2 separate regions of the Mus musculus genome follow, and region 2 is linked to region 1. The links are chromatin contacts, called in public HiChIP or PLAC-seq maps. All regions are on one chromosome and are shown on one strand. Each heading gives the region's core, a stretch centred on a gene start, on an enhancer-like site or on the middle of the called end of the contact. The rest is flanking DNA. Distances are from core to core; before and after follow the strand shown.

Region 1 (4,892 bases), core at 1,048-3,547:
ACAGGACAGGCCCAATGTGGGGAAACCACAGTACTGCAAACACAATAGAAACTTGACTGCGAAGTCAATCCAGTTATTTGGTACAAGCTACATCTTCCCTAAACTCATGGCTTTATCTATAAACGCGTTTGTCTACTCTCTGTCTCAACTGCTGTGTTAAATGCTAGGCAGAGGGCTCTGTCTGTCAGTGTCCGATGCAGAACTGTGGGAACCTGAGCTCAGACCACCGCCCCTCCCCCACCCCTGACCATATTAAAAAGCCTGCTGCAAGGTCCGTCTGATGCCACACAGCATGGGTGGGTGGAAGACATTCAGAGGCCTGTCAGCCTCATGGCCTACTCACCTCAGCAGCTACGGTGATGTGTAAGTATATGGTGTGATTAGAGAGAAAGAGAAGCCGAACTGGAGACTTGAGGGTGGGGAGCCCAATGTGAGTAGCCTGAGTCCTGTAGCAGCAGGGGTCTGTGTCAATGTCCATGTTATCACCAAAGGCCATGCAGACGTCCCCTGTATGGGCTGCTGCCTGGGACCCAAGGGCTGTGCAGAGCTGACCCTGCCTCTTTCTGGTTGTGGCACTTTGGATGGGCTACTGGAGCAGAGCTGGAGAGCTTGTCCCTGTGGTGTGAATTCAGGTTAGCGGGTGGGCTGACCAACTCAGCTAGCGTCCAGGCCCAGGTCCAGGGCTTGGAGTTGACACCACAACGCCTACCCCATGTATGAACTGCTGGAGCTCATAAAGAGGCCGGTCCTACAGATCCAAAGCTGATAACTGAGAGGAACCCCAGAGAGGCTCCAGTACCAATAGTGCCTCGAACCAGACCAATGACTCATTCCATAAACACTGGCAAGTAAAGATGCTTAGTCAAAAGGGCACAACAGTGTGATACACCATGACACACTGCAGCTTGCAGGGCGAGATCTTCCTTCTTTCCTTCCTTCCTTCCTTCCTTCCTTCCTTCCTTCCTTCCTTCCTTCCTTCCTTCCTTTCTTTCTTTCTTTCTTTCTTTCTTTCTTTCTTTCTTTCTTTCTTTCTTTCTTTCTTTCTCTGTTTCTGTTTTTACTTTTTTGTTTTCTTGAGGGCTGGGGAGAAGGAGGTTTCAAGGGCCAAGGGCAGGCAGATACAGAGACAGGGAGATAGATGAATGGGACTCGGGGTTCACGATGTGAAAGTCACAAAGAATCAATAAAAAAGTTAAAAAGTAAATAAAGAGCCTGCTGTGCAGTAGACACATGCCTACCACCCCCTCTGTAGAGACAGAGACGGCAGCATCTGTCGGAGCTTACAAGTCCGCTGGCCTTGCCAAATCCCTGAGCTCCAGGTTCAGTGTGAGGCCCCATCTCAAAAAATATTGGTGGAGAAGCAACTCAGGAAGACATCCTATATTGATATCTACATGAACATACTATGTATGCACACACCCACACAAACACCACACACACACACACACACACACACACACACACACACACACACAATGCCTATAGCCCCCTAAAGCCCTAAGATGTTATGATGCCTGGTTTTACATAAATAAAATCTGTCATAAAGTAGTTGAGTGTACACTACTATTCTTTTAAGTATAAACAGATGACATGAATGTGTAGCGCTCAATGGTTCTTACATCGTACAACCAAAATAAAAGGGTGAAAGAGGTCAGAAGGGCCACCAGAAGAGCTGGCCAGGCTTCCCAGGAGCATGGTGGTGTGCAGCAAGGACCGCAGAGAACAGCTGGCAGCATGGAGGGCTGTCCCAAGCTGTGATGCTGCTGGGTGCAAAGTCAGCCCACGGTGCCAACCTGTGGGTACCACAAGACAAGATTGTCATTTTTAAAAGAGGCATCATAGAAAGATGGAAAATCAAAGGCGCCTGTATTTCAGTGGAGAAGCCATTATACACCATATAAAGAAATCAAACATGAGTGACTATTTTAAAGATTTATTGCAAAATTCAATTCCAGGTATTCAGGGTACTTCAAGCTCGCAATTATTTTTCTGTCACTGTGTAACTGAGTAATTCTAACTGTTCATTATACAGTCTCCGAAGGAAAATTGCTGGCTGGTCAGCACGTTTCCATCTTTGGTTGACCTGGCCACTCACTACAGTGTGGGCAGGGGGCTTATTTTCTCTTCCAATTTGCCTAAAAATATTCTCACACAGCCCAAGGAGAAAAGGGATCTAGGCCTGACAGCCATTCCTTCTGAAGCAGAAATTGTAACCAAGTTCACAGAGCCTGACAACTCACTGCTGTGCATAAAATGTGGCGGCCAAAACTGTGAAAGACTAAAGGTTTGTTAATGTAATTACCGCAGGAGAACTTTACACATCCTCTGCAGTGGGTTAAAGTTAGAACCGGAAGCCCTAAGGTTGTTTCTGTTTCAGTTGCTTCTTCCCGTACCATTGAATTCTCAATTGTAAATGATGACTTTGTGACAAGTTTCTATTCTTTCCAAGTCAAATAGATGTGCATCTCTGGGGCTGGCCACAGTGGAGTCTCAGCACTGTGCATGCTTTCAATAAGTAGATGTTGAGAGTAAGAGACAGTGCTTCCTAGAAAGAGGCCAGCCCAAGAAGAGAATCACCTAGAGACGGACAGATGGACAGACAGAAGGACTCTCAGCATCACCCCGGTTTAAAGTCTGGAAGTGGTTTCCATGCTATACTGTAAGGTTAAAGAGCCCAGCATTCAGAAAGGCCAGCATGGCAAAATACAGAAAGGGGAGAGCTACAAAGAGGAATGGTTCTAGTGAAAGCCAGAGAGAAACCTCCAAATGTTTTGATTTGTGTTGATCTGAGTGTGTGAGAGGTAACTGAGTCCAGAAAAGACTCTCCAGAAGGTGGAATCTAGAACAACTCTCTAAACTCACGTAGGGCTCTTCTCTCCATCACAGAAAGGGCTTTTGATAATGAAACAATAGATTACATCCTCAGAAAATAATTGGTTTGATGGAATCAGGGGAGTGGTTGTCTAGGCATTTTCCTAGATTCAAAAGAATCCTGGGCCAGCCCTAGAAAACCTTGAACACGAGCCTCAAAACTATTGACTAGAATCCATGTGACTTCAGTGAGAAAACAAAATTCAAAGAATCCCAAAAAGTATAACATTCTTGAGACTCATGGCTACAGTATCCCATGTCCAATAAGACTCCCCACCCAAAGGGGTGGTAGACAAACTGCTCACATGATAGAGAGGACTGAACTAGCAGGAAAGGGTGATTATCATAAACGGTCACCACACATTCAAGTCCTTACAGGAACCATGATCACAATAAAGTGGGAAGTGTAGCAATGGCACTGGTCCAAGTAGGACACCCAGAGATGAAGATAAAAAATGTAGACCACTGGATGAGATGGACAGCACCCAGCCATGCAGAAGAAATCAGTGGGCACAAACACAATAAGGCAAACTATTAAAAATGAAATTAAAAAGAGAGAGGTGTAGCCAGAATGCTAGTGACATAGGGAAACGGCAGAGCATCTAAACCACATGGAAAGAATCACAGAATACACTAATACACACATACACACGCACACACACACACACATGCACACACACATATGCACACACACGTGCACACGTACACACACACACGTACACGCACTCTCTCTCTCTCTCTCTCTCTCTGTATGTGTCTCTCTCTCTCTCTCTCTTACCTCTCTCTTTCTCCTGATCAAAAGAAACCTGGGGCTGGAGAGATGGCTCAATGGTTAAGAACACTGATTGTTCTTCCAGAATACCAAGGTTTGATTTCCAGCCCCTATGTGACAGCTACAATTTATAATTCCAGTTCCAGGGGAATCTTTTGCCCTTTACTGGCCTATCTGGGCACTGCATACATATGGTGCGTAGACATCCATGCAGGCAAATTCCTATACACATGGAGGAGGATGAGAAGTTGGGGGGTGAGGGGAGGAGGAGGAAACAGGGCCGAAAAGATGGCTCAATGGTTAGAATGTGCACTTATCTTACAGAAGACTCATTCAGTTCCCAGTACCATGTCAGGTGGCTTGCAAGTGTCTTTAACTCCACCTCCAGGGGGATCTGATTCATTTTTCTGTCCTCTGTAGGTGTGTATGCTCACTCATGAGCACACACACGCGTGCACACACACACACACACATACACCACTCATACATAAATCTTCAAAAAAGGAGACACAGTCTGCATGTTTACATCTAATAGTAAGCACACAGATAATACATTTACAAATAGGCATTGAGTGAATGTTGTCTAATTTTACTTCAAAAGTTCTTTTGCTGTGTCATGGCTTCTTTCAGATGTTTGGACTGAGAACACGGAACCTTACTCATTCCTAAGACCTCTTATTTATGTGAAGATGATCGAACATAGTGAAAATGGAAAGAATAATAAAATAAATACTAATGTATTCACAGACACAGTACCATTTACAACAGCCAAGTTATTGCAGCCTATTACAGCATTTCTCAGTGGATAAATGGGTAAAGAAAATGTGTTTTATGTGAACCATGGAATTCTATTCTGTCACTATAGAAGAACACAATTATGTCATTTGTTAGAAAATGGACACCACTGGAGATCATGATATTAAGTGAGACAGGCCAAATTTGCCTAATTTGTAAAGCCTAGACTATTTCCATAAATACATAAAAGCCTTTGCCTCAATACTGGAAAAAGGAACAGGCTGGTTGGGGAGAGAAAGGGGAGACAGAGACAGAGGAGAATACAATAAGTGAATGTGACCAAAGTACATGATACACTTTTTTAAAAAATGTATTTATTATTATAAGTACACTGTAGCTGACTTCAGACACACCAGAAGAGGGCGTCAGTCTCATTACGGGTGGTTGTGAGCCACTATGTGGTTGCTGGGATTTGAACTCATGACCTTTGGAAGAGCAGTCAGTGCTCTTACCC
Region 2 (4,671 bases), core at 867-3,366, 59 kb before region 1:
CAAGTGGGAAAGGTTGGGTCTGACCCTGGAGCTCTTACGGAGGAGCACTGTCCTATCTAAGATGTCTGAGGGAGCTAAACCCGTTTCCACAGCATCAGCAGCCATCCGTGTTCTGCAGCAGCACAGAGGAGGCCCGCACCAGAGCCTGACCATGCTGACAGGCTGACTGTGGACTGTAGGCTTTGGAATAACCAGAAACACATCTTTGTCACTTAGGATCCAGCAGGCCTGTTGCACTTTTATAGTCTCTTCACTCTAGTGGCCATCTCCTGCTGGGCTGGGACACTCAGCACCACCCTCCCTGGCATACCCCACTCTGTCTCCCAAAGCCTTGTTATTTGGTTCTCCACATTGCTAGTGAGGTCAGGTTTCCTCAAACCTCACCTCCCAGATCCAGTGTACTCTCAGCTCCAGGGTTTGGGGGAGCCTTGAGGTTCCTCATCTTGTTCCCCAGGTAGTTTTTCCTCCTTTCCTGCTAGGTGCTCATCAATGCTCCCTCTCTGCTGCCTTTGATGGAAGCTTCTGCAAGCTTCAGTGCCAACAGAGGTGTTGTTCCTCCCCTCAGCCAGCAATGGGGTCAAAGGATCGAATCATCCATTACTGTCGTGCAAACTTTCAGTTAGCAGAAGGCCACCCTATCCTCAAGATTCAATCCATAATTAATAGCAGCATGGACCTTCTTAGACTTGACAAACCTTGAGAATTGTTCTTTAATAAGAATGAAAGTCCTGTTCTATTTCCCCACCAGGGCAGGGGCTTCCTTCCTATTGATTGATATGTTCTTGCCTACACAGAAACTCTACCGAGTCGATAAGCATGGACAAAAGCTATATCTACTCCTCCTTACTCTAAAAAAGCAAGAAATAATATGTTTCCATGTGAAAGGGGAGGGGGCTGGAGAGATGGCTTGGAGCACTTCTTGTTCTTGCAGATGACGTGGGTTTGGCTCCTGGCACCTACATGGTGGCTGTGTTTCTGGTCATTCAAAAGCTTGGACGTCCACAGTCAGAGCATTAGCATCGTCAGGCTCTGTTGGCAGCCACATCCATCCATATAACTCCAGTTGCAGGAAGTCCAGCGCCCTCTTCTGACCTCTTCCGAGGGCCCCGGCCATGCATAGGGCACATAGACACACACAAGCAAAACCACTCACACATACAAAATAAATAAATCCTTAGAAGAAATAAAAATAAAAGGTATATAAGAATAATAAAACATAAGGAGTTTAGGCAATCTACGTTTACTATTCAAGGAAAATGGATGGTGAAACATCAAAGGCAGAAAGAAAGCTCATGTTAGAGCAGATAAGAGACAGTGTTAATGAAAAACAGAAACCATCACCAGGAACAAGTGGCAGTCTTGAGAAATACTGTCAGCTTATGTCAGCTTTGCCATCAATATAGGGAGCTGTTTTAAAACCAATAAAAAGGGCTGGGAATAGAGTTCCGTGCATAGAGTTCAATCCCCAGCGCCATGTAGACCAGACCTGCCCACACCAGACAGAGGAAGGAGGATTAGAAGTTCAAGGTTACCATGGCTACAGAGGGAGTTCAAGGCTGTCTAGGGAGACAAGAGATCCTACCTCAAAATATACAGTAACAGCACAACAAAAATAAATAATAAACAAACCTGTCATCCCACAACAACAACAAAAAAGAGGAAACTATTATAAGCAAAAAAATAAAGAAGCCATTTAATAAAAACAAGTAGACATGAAGCTGAATGTGTAAGTGTGCAGGTCCATGAGCACGTGACTGCGTGCAGATAATTAAGTGAATGTGAAAAGGAGGTCACTGAGGCTCTGCAGTGAGAGTTGTCGCCCCACTAAGAGCTGGGTGAATCTGTTCTGCAGCTTTCATGGTGAGGGCAACACCTTGTTGCTTCAGTCTACACACAATAATAGACTGTGTCCTTCCCCAAACTCCAATGTTGCTGACACAAATGTCTCTGGAGTGAGGGAGGGCCTGCGAGTGGGGATGAGGTGGGCTGACTCCTGTCTCCGGAATGGGATTGAGATTCTTGTAGAAGAGGAACCACACAGCAGCGTTTAACCCTGCTGACTCACCTTTGCTATTCAAACAGCCCTCATCATCCCATGCGCCACAGTTTGTAACTTCTAAGAAGGATGTCATCAGACCCCCGGCACAGTGGCCATGGACTTCCTGGTCTGGAGAACTGTGGGAAATGGGTTTCTATTTTTAGTAAACTACCCTCGTCTGTCCTCTTCTGTTACAGCAACAGAGACTAACTGAAACTGAAAGTTTCACCAAACGACCCCGTCTTCAAACTGGACACATGAGCAGCATATGCCTCTTCAGAGATGTTGCTATCATCAAAAGTGGAAAAAGGAGAAAGAGAAGGGCCTACTCTAGGCTGGACGGGGCCAAGGAGGTATGACAATTAAGTATGTACTGCTCCTAGATCAGGTCAGGGCTGAACACCACTACAACTGGTATGTGGACGATCAATGGATTTCATGTGCTTGCACGGTATGCAGTATTAGCCTGAAGACGTTTAATTGCTTGAGTTTTGTCGCAATTTTGGGATTTAAAAAAAAAAAAAAAAAAACCCAAAAACCAAAGTTGTATTTTAGGTGTCCTACTTAAATATTTTGAGACTAAATATTTTGGCAGTTACAATTTAAGCTCAAAAATGATTGGCCAGTGAAAAGGGGAAAAAGAGGAGGGAGGGGAGGATCGGGAAGGAGAGAGTAGGCCAGTACTCAGCTGACATCACAGACGGTTAACAATGGATGAATCTTAGGTGGAGAAAGAAATGTGTGTTCCTCAGATGGTAATTCTTGCAACTTTTCTATAGATTAAAGTATTTTTAAAATTGAAAATTATTATTTTAAAATAAATAGAAGTCCAAAGAAAGACAGATAAATGGATCAACATTGTTAAATAAATGACTGATAAACATTTAAAAATGAGAATCCCAGCTTTTAGTTACTAGGGTCAGGACTAAGAATATAAAAACAAATAGTGGCTCATTATAAAGGGCTACACGGCAAGAAAAATGAGCAACAGCGAAAGCTGAGTGTGGTCATGTGTGCCTGAAGTTCCAGCTCTTCAGAAGGGTGAGGTCAAAGGATCCAGAATCAAGCTTACAGAAGCAGCTTAGTGAGACCTCAGCTTAAAAACTAAAGAAACAAAATCAAAAGCCCAGTGGATACAGTGAGTGAGAAGAAGAATATGTCAGACAAAAGAGTGTAAACTCTGACTCCACTTACCCAAGGCCACAGAGGGGCCTGAACTCAGCAGAAGCCAAGGCCTCAGATGGGCTTCCGGGCAGAAGCCAGGGCCAGAGACCGGGCTTCAATGCACTGACAATCTTGCTCTTGTCCTGAGTCTGCCCACACTGGGAATTCCCTTCATTATAGATCCTTATTATTGATATTTGTGTTTACATGTTGCACTTCAGTAAAAATAATAAGTAGACATGACTAGGAAGCTGGGAAGATGGCTTAGTCAGTAAAGTGCTTGCTGTTCAGTTCAGAGTGCTTGTTAATCCTGGCACTGGAGAGGTGGCCATGAGTGCGTTCCTAGCAATCACTAGCCAAAAGGACAGAGACCTTGTCTCAAAAACCGAGATGCACAGATCATGGGGAATAACACCTAGGGTTGACCTCTAGCTGCATGTGTGTACACACTCACAGACGCATACACATAAACATGCATGCACATGCACACATATGCATGTATATACACATACACAAACATACATACACTAAAAACAAGAGAAGAGAAACAGGGTGAGGCCAGCAAGATGACTCAGTAGACAAAGGTCTGTTGATAACAAACCTGGAGACCTGAATCCCATCCCGGAACTCCCATGGTGGGAGAAGAGAACTGATTCCAACCAGCTATCCTCTGGCCTCCATACCTGTGCTGTGGGACACACTGTAGGACCTGAGCTTGTGGCCATACACATACACTAAATAAATGTAATAGGTAAATAATAAAGAAAAAGTCTGCACGCAGGAGCGGTCTGTCACCTTAATCCACTCTCATGCATTTCGTGAAGCACCTTCAGGATAATTCCGCTGTTAGCGGTGGGGCTGGAAGAGGTGAGTCACCTTGAGAGTGCAGAGAGGTTTTAAGAGTAGCTTTGAGTAATTCCTGCACAAATACAAACCTGCAATTAGTCACCGACAACTAAGGCAGCCGAATGTTTGAATTAGGAGCCAGCAAAATTAAACAAACCCTATTAAAGCATTCTTTGGAACAGCGAACATACACTTCAAATGTGCATCTCAGGCAAAACAATTGTGTCAACTTGCTGGTGGATTGGGAGTTTTTCAGAGCCTGCTAGGGATCATTGCACGGACAGCTCAGTTTGCAGACTGTTAGCATTTTCACACTTCCATTATTATTAATTTTTTTGTTTTTGTTTTTGTTTGTTTGTTTTGCTCTTAGCCTTGTAGCTTCTGACAGCTACCAAGTGAGGACTGATAGGTTACAAAGGTATAGGCTAGTCCCCTGAGAGACTGAGAGAAAGATGGAGGGAATTTAAGGGCACTCTCTAACACAAAGTTTTCTGCCCAGTCTCTCTACACAGCCAAAGTATCTGAAGGCTCAGAACTGTCCAATGGGTGCACACAAATTAAATAAATAAGTGTAAATATTGGTTTTTGTTTTTGTTTTGTTTTGTTTTGTTTTGTTTTTACAA

What was found. HiChIP or PLAC-seq counts read pairs in DNA pulled down with a chosen protein or histone mark.
Region 2: a BATF HiChIP or PLAC-seq map of CD8 T cells shows a contact between it and region 1, with 8 read pairs. The contact joins the promoter of Glrp1 here to the enhancer-like site in region 1. A contact is called at or near these places in 3 of 39 promoter capture datasets (hippocampal neurons, liver and macrophages), 2 of 15 datasets of contacts at CTCF or cohesin (the NIH/3T3 cell line and embryonic stem cells), 4 of 484 Hi-C or Micro-C datasets (CD4 T cells, double positive thymocytes and uterus), 6 of 115 datasets of contacts at active chromatin or transcription factors (CD8 T cells, embryonic stem cells, extraembryonic endoderm stem cells and 1 more) and 1 of 9 other capture datasets (macrophages).

The regions. Positions count from the first base shown.
Region 1 is chr1:88,448,331-88,453,222 of GRCm38.p6, reverse strand. The region is part of intron 1 of Gm29538 (predicted gene 29538); the gene reads left to right. Among named protein-coding and RNA genes, the nearest start is that of Gm28888, 9.4 kb to the left of the region's middle. Within about 2 kb of position 2,297, at least 17 of the 459 cell types and tissues checked have an H3K27ac peak or open chromatin away from gene starts, as enhancers often do. A contact at or near this core is called in CD8 T cells, where this site is marked.
Region 2 is chr1:88,507,511-88,512,181 of GRCm38.p6, reverse strand. It overlaps Glrp1 (glutamine repeat protein 1), which reads left to right and starts at 2,116. Exons shown (of 3, transcript NM_008132.2): 1 at 2,116-2,391. The coding sequence starts at 2,296.